Regions from separate parts of the Rattus norvegicus genome. Here region 2 is linked to region 1. Evidence: chromatin contacts called from public Hi-C data. All regions are on one chromosome and are shown on one strand. Each heading gives the region's core, a stretch centred on a gene start, on an enhancer-like site or on the middle of the called end of the contact. The rest is flanking DNA. Distances are from core to core; before and after follow the strand shown. Region 1 overlaps LOC120103473 (a long non-coding RNA gene). Region 2 has its middle 160 kb from the start of Pkdcc.

Region 1 (2,753 bases), core at 83-2,582:
GAGTTTACCTCTGTCTTCACAGGATCCCAATTCTCTTGTGTCTCTTCCACACTGGTAGCCGGATTCCCCACTCTAGACTAACCCAGAGGCCACCTACAGCATCACCACCTCTTATCTACGACACTTCCTCGCATCCCTAACTCCCCAGCATATCTGGACGCAATTCTGTTCTGACAGGTGATGTTCACACTGCACAAAAAATGGTGGCTCTGCTGTTTATATTTGACTTGTCATTTACTTGTCTGCTGCAGCACATCTTCCTCTCTCCTTGCATTAGCCTGGTTGCCCAGAATGACAAATCTGGGCCATTCAAGACACCAAGTGCATTGCCTTCCTTCAAGACAGCCCTCTAGATGCACTGGTAGACAGCGAGAGACCAGAAAAGCACATTGTGGAGGATCCTTCGCTGCCGTCAGTGCGACCTTCAGGAGTGGAGTCAAGGTCTATAACGGCCTGCCCTTCTGCAGCCCTCTTTCCTGGGCATCATATTCTGAGCCAGGAACTTCAGGAAGTAAATGTACCTAATTTCCTAATGGCTGCAACCAGGGAGCTTAGTAAGAGATGAGAACTTCCACCCTTTGGGAAGCCAATATGATGCCAGATAGAGTGGTACACACCTCTAATCTCAGCACTCGGAAGGCTGGAGCAAAAGAATCAAGAGTTCAGGGCTGGAGAGATGGCTCAGCGGTTAAGAGCATCTGACTGCTCTTCCAGAGGTCATGAGTTCAATTCCCAGCAACCACATGGTGGCTCACAACCATCTGTAAAGAGATCCGATGCCCTCTTCTGGTGTGTCTGAAGACAGCTACAGTGTACTTATATATAATAAATGAATAAATCTTAAAAAAAAAAAAAAGAATCAAGAGTTCAAGGCAAGACTGGGTTGGTCTCCAAAGAATAAAATAGGCTAACATGAGGTGAAGGATGCTTCACTAGACTTGTAAAAGGAGCAACACAGATACGTCGTGGAGACTTCTGGCTCAGTGGTCATTGTAAAAGGGAAAGATGTTGAAGGGTGCCGGTCTAAGGTGAGTTAAATAAGAGGGACCGCGCAGCCCTCGCCAGGTCTGGCTCTCAGCGGTGCAGTGGGAGGAGGAAGGGCCATTTGAAGGTTTACTGCAGAGACTCCACAGCCTTGCCACCCCCTAGGGCTGTATTTAGTAACTTGCACTCTACTCCATTAACTGTGCTTGGCTTCCAAGCCCTCCCCCCAACCCTCGCCGCTCCGTCCCTTCCCCCACCTCCGGACTGAGCCGAGAGCCCTTAGAAGGTAATGAGAACGCTGAGAGCTTCGAGTCCGGGAAGAGCTTAGAAACGAAAGCTCTCCGGGCCTCTCCCTGCGCGGCCCTATCCTCGCTGATAAAGCGAACTGACAAGTGATTGGAAACAGGAGTTCCCAGGCCCTTTAACCCTTCCCTGTCTTTGCCCAGTGTGCAGATTCCCTAAGGGCTTTCAGGCCCTTTCCCTTGTAGTCCCCCTACCACCACCACCAGCCAACCTTTCTGTCTAGCACCCTTTGTTCTGGTGGTTCCCTGAAAGCTGTCCTCTTGCCTGAATAATATTGCCAGCTCCTCTCCTCCAACCACTGGGCCATGCCTCAAGTCAGAAGATCATCCCTTGATCCAGCCTCTACCAAGTTCACTTAGCCAAACATCCAGGTGGCGCTAGTCCCAGTTTGCACTTCGGGTTGAGGGTGGGGAGTACTGTTGGGTTCCAGTCACATAGACCAGAGCTGTTCTGCTACCCTGACTGGCTGTGCAGAGTTTCAAGAGTCTTCGATCCGAATCTCCCTTTGTTGCGTTGTCCCAAAAGCCCTCCACACACCAAATGTTGCTTGCTTTGTGGCCAAGCACCCTAAAGGGGCAGACGACAAGGGATCTGTCCCCTGAAGTGACTAAGGATGCTAAAGCTGAGAGTCAAACGGTTCCATTTTCCACAGGGTGGGGGAGGCATTGGAGAGAAACCCAGTGGCTTACTAGCCACCATAATTAAGATTAGAAGAAGCTTCCTTCAGTAGAATGGAATTCAGATAAACTGCCATTATCATGCAAAGAAGATTTGCACCTAAAAGCCCTTACCTAAACAGGCAGTTTAATGAAATCCCTAATCTCTGGCCACTTCTGACCCCTTCCCTCCTCCCCTGGCACTCTTTCTCCTACCACCTGTCAGCTTCAAGATTCTAGACAAATAGCCCATATGCTTTCAAAAGCACAGCAAAATGGTGGTGCCAGTGGTAGGGGTGAGGGGGTCTTCCTTGAGGGTCTGGTTGCTATGTGCTGCTTGGGTGTCATCTCCCTACAGCTCAGACAGTCCTGACTCAGGTGCTGAGTGTCGTGCATGCAGTGTCCCAGTGGTGGTGTATCTGGCAAGAACAAAGGTATCATCGATGGAGAGAAGGAAGGGCTAGGCCTGGCCTTGAGAAGTGGTGTGTGTCCCGCACCACCCAACGGCCCATGTCCGTCTTCAGGCCACATGGGGAACTTATTAACAACCTGAATCTTGTCCTGAAAATCCCAGGCAGGGTCCCATGGGCATCTCGAATAGTCTTAGATGGAAGAGGTCTTCGATCAGACGCAGGTAAGAATAGACAACAAATTGTCCTGCCTGTGGGTGTCCCCCTGCCTCAGGCTACACCGGCACTTTAGGAAGAACACTAAGCTTGTGAGTGGAACAGAGACTGATGGGAAAATCCCAAAGCTATGGGGTTCAGGTGGTCTGCTGTAGGGAAACAAGAGGTTAGGACTGAGGGTGAG
Region 2 (2,753 bases), core at 103-2,602, 77 kb before region 1:
TATTCTTCCGGAGGACGAAAGTTCACCTCCCAGCACTGTCTGTAACTCCAATTTCAAATGATCCAGTGCTCTCTTCTGGCCTCAGGCACCAGCCATGTACCTTGTGCATGGACAGACATGCAGGCAAAACACCCACACACATAAAATAATTTTTAAAAAGTAAGTTTGCTGTCTCTCCCAGAGACAGGCAGCCCTCCCTCCCTTTTCCTCCCTTTGAAGTGACATCCAAACCCCAGTGGTTTCACTGCCTGGTAGGGACTGCTTCTCACAGCATCTGCAAGCAGTTAATTTTCCAAATAGGAGACGGGCACCGCCACTGAAGAAATTTTTTGAAAATACACACTAGAAAAATATCACTCCAGCAAAAGTGGAACTGGAGATCCCACGTGAGTGGGCAGTGGGTGGTACTGGTATTCGGCAGCAGATCCAGTCTATACAGGTCACAGTGAGTCCGCTCCTGCTGGACCCCACAGGCCCTTGGAGAGTGCTCCAGCTCCCAGTGGAGAAAGCAAGGCCTGGGGTAGGGAGGGAGTGATTGTCCATGGCAGTGACAGAGTCTAGCCCATGAGCTCTCTGTGCTACAGTAAGCCTCGTTTTTTATGTGGATAGTTTACTTAGCTCTTTTAGAAAAACAAATGGTCCCTGACTCCTTAATCATTGCCTTTATGCCCTACTTGGAACCATGTGAAAGGGACTCCTATGCTGGCCCCCTACACACACACACACACACACACACACACACACACACACACACACACACACACCAGATCCAAAATGGATGAAAATCAGAATCTGGACTCCTCCCAGCCAGCTCCTTCCTCTCTTGTTGTAGCATTATCGTAACGAAGTTTGAGAAGGCCGTGTCACTGTAATTAAAGGGGGTTGTGGAGAAGTTGGGGCAAGAGAGATAGGAGACCCAGCTGTACCCCACACCCTACCCTTTCCCTGCTGGGGTGTCAACATGATCATAGTGCCTCAGATCTGGGAGCAAACCGAGGGATGGTGTGTAACCCCAACGTAGCACAGCTCAGAATGGGCACCATGCACACGGGAGCTGTTCCGGTGTGGAGTGTAATGGAGGGATATGAAATAAAAGGAGCACATTGGACACATTGCTGGGTAATCCCTGGTCACTGCTGAACGATCGCCCACAGCCAAGCGGGCGTGACGCTCTATCACACAACTATCGATCTCTTCCGTAGTTGTTGATAGTTTTCTGTAGCAAGGCTCCAAATGACAAAGCCTGAACCATTCGCGGGAAAAGCAAAGCTGTGAGTATGGTGAGTGGAGGTCCAGGAGAGAGGCACCCATTGAGAAAGAGAACTGCGAATGCCAGGGTGGATCATGAAGGAGCGCTCGGATGTGAGGCCACAAGAGGGCGCTGCTGCCCCATCACCAGCCCCGGGTCTGCTGAAAACATGAAAGGATTCAGTTTTTAGCAGCTCCAATGGATTTCCGCTCCTGCCTCACACTATCCCAACTCACAGACTCTTCCTGTCATCTTTGAAGGGTCCCTTTTGGTCACCCTGAGAATGGACTCAGGGACCACTAGAGAGTTCCATTCTTGTAAGGTTTTCCCTGACAGAAAAGTAACCGAGCCCGGATGGGGGCCCTGAGTAGACAGTTTAGAGCCCCCGTAACTTACTTTCCAACTGTGCAGGTACCAGAAGGGGTGCTAGCAAGAAATTTTCCTCTCTGTCTACTAATTCCTAGTGGGATCGGCTCTGTCAGATGACCATTCCAGGTAACCACGTCCTGGTTCAACTTCCAAGTGCCCCTCCACCCTCAATAGCGCTTCTCCACAGACAGCGAACAGAGAGCATATTGTAATGAGAAATCACAATGTCAGGGTCCACTTACAACGAAACCAGGGTAGACAGACATTCTTAAGGATCCAGATGTTGAGCCCCGGCATTGTATGCTCCTAGGTTCGTTCCGCACAAACAAACCCAGGTCCTCTCTCAGGGGCCAGCACCTGTTGTCTACCATCCGTGCCTCTGCCCGCGTGCAGACACCCTGACGAATTTTATACTCTGCTTGGCTTCTCCACTTTCAGCCCTGTCCTTCAGACACTAAAACTTATGACGGCAACCACCCTCCTCCTGCCTTTTCCCAGATTAGGGTTCAGTAGGTATTAGTTAGCAATTCAGGCTGATTCCTGTGGAGACTGAGAAATCTGTCTCCCCCAAGCTCTAATCACCTCCCAGGATGGAGCCCCCACAAACAGAGATTTATCCAAAAGATAAATACCGATCTGATTCTCTGGGCTTCTTTACTCTTTTTCTAAGGCTGTCCCACCCCTTCCTCTATGTCGCTGCCTGTCCACCATGTACCTGACCTCCGTGGTGCCTGCTTCCATGGCTCCCACCCCACCCCCAGCCCCTTCTCTCCTCCATTCGCCTCCTCCAGGCAGCTGCTGAGGATTCACAGCCCTGGGATATTTTCTTTTAAAGCCCTAAATAGAACTGTCCTTGGACTTCTGTTTGAGTCCAGTCTTACATTCTTTGGTTAACAAGATGAAGATCTATGAGAACAGACCCCGATCTCCCTCATCAAAAGTCCCCAGCAACCCAAGGGCAGTCTCAGCTCCCAGTGGTCCCAGCTTAATTAAATGGAGTGAAGTCATTAGACAAGACCATGATCAGATAGATGTCGAGTTGAGGAGATCTCAATAGACGCCATTGGGGAATGGGATGAGAAGGAGATTCCGAAAGTCAGGCTGCCTCTGACACACCCAGTGTCTTGGTTGGGTT

What was found. A called contact is a pair of places that touch in the nucleus more often than the background predicts.
Region 2: a Hi-C map of liver shows a contact between it and region 1, with 2.7 times the contacts expected there. The contact joins two enhancer-like sites. A contact is called at or near these places in 4 of 12 Hi-C or Micro-C datasets (the A7r5 cell line, Schwann cells and liver).

Annotation. Positions count from the first base shown.
Region 1 is chr6:17,300,435-17,303,187 of GRCr8, reverse strand. All of the region lies in intron 2 of LOC120103473 (a long non-coding RNA gene), which reads left to right. Among named protein-coding and RNA genes, the nearest start is that of Pkdcc, 84 kb to the right of the region's middle. Within about 2 kb of position 1,332, at least 10 of the 93 cell types and tissues checked have an H3K27ac peak or open chromatin away from gene starts, as enhancers often do. A contact at or near this core is called in liver, where this site is marked.
Region 2 is chr6:17,377,375-17,380,127 of GRCr8, reverse strand. No RefSeq gene overlaps it. Among named protein-coding and RNA genes, the nearest start is that of Pkdcc, 160 kb to the right of the region's middle. Within about 2 kb of position 1,352, at least 4 of the 93 cell types and tissues checked have an H3K27ac peak or open chromatin away from gene starts, as enhancers often do. A contact at or near this core is called in liver, where this site is marked.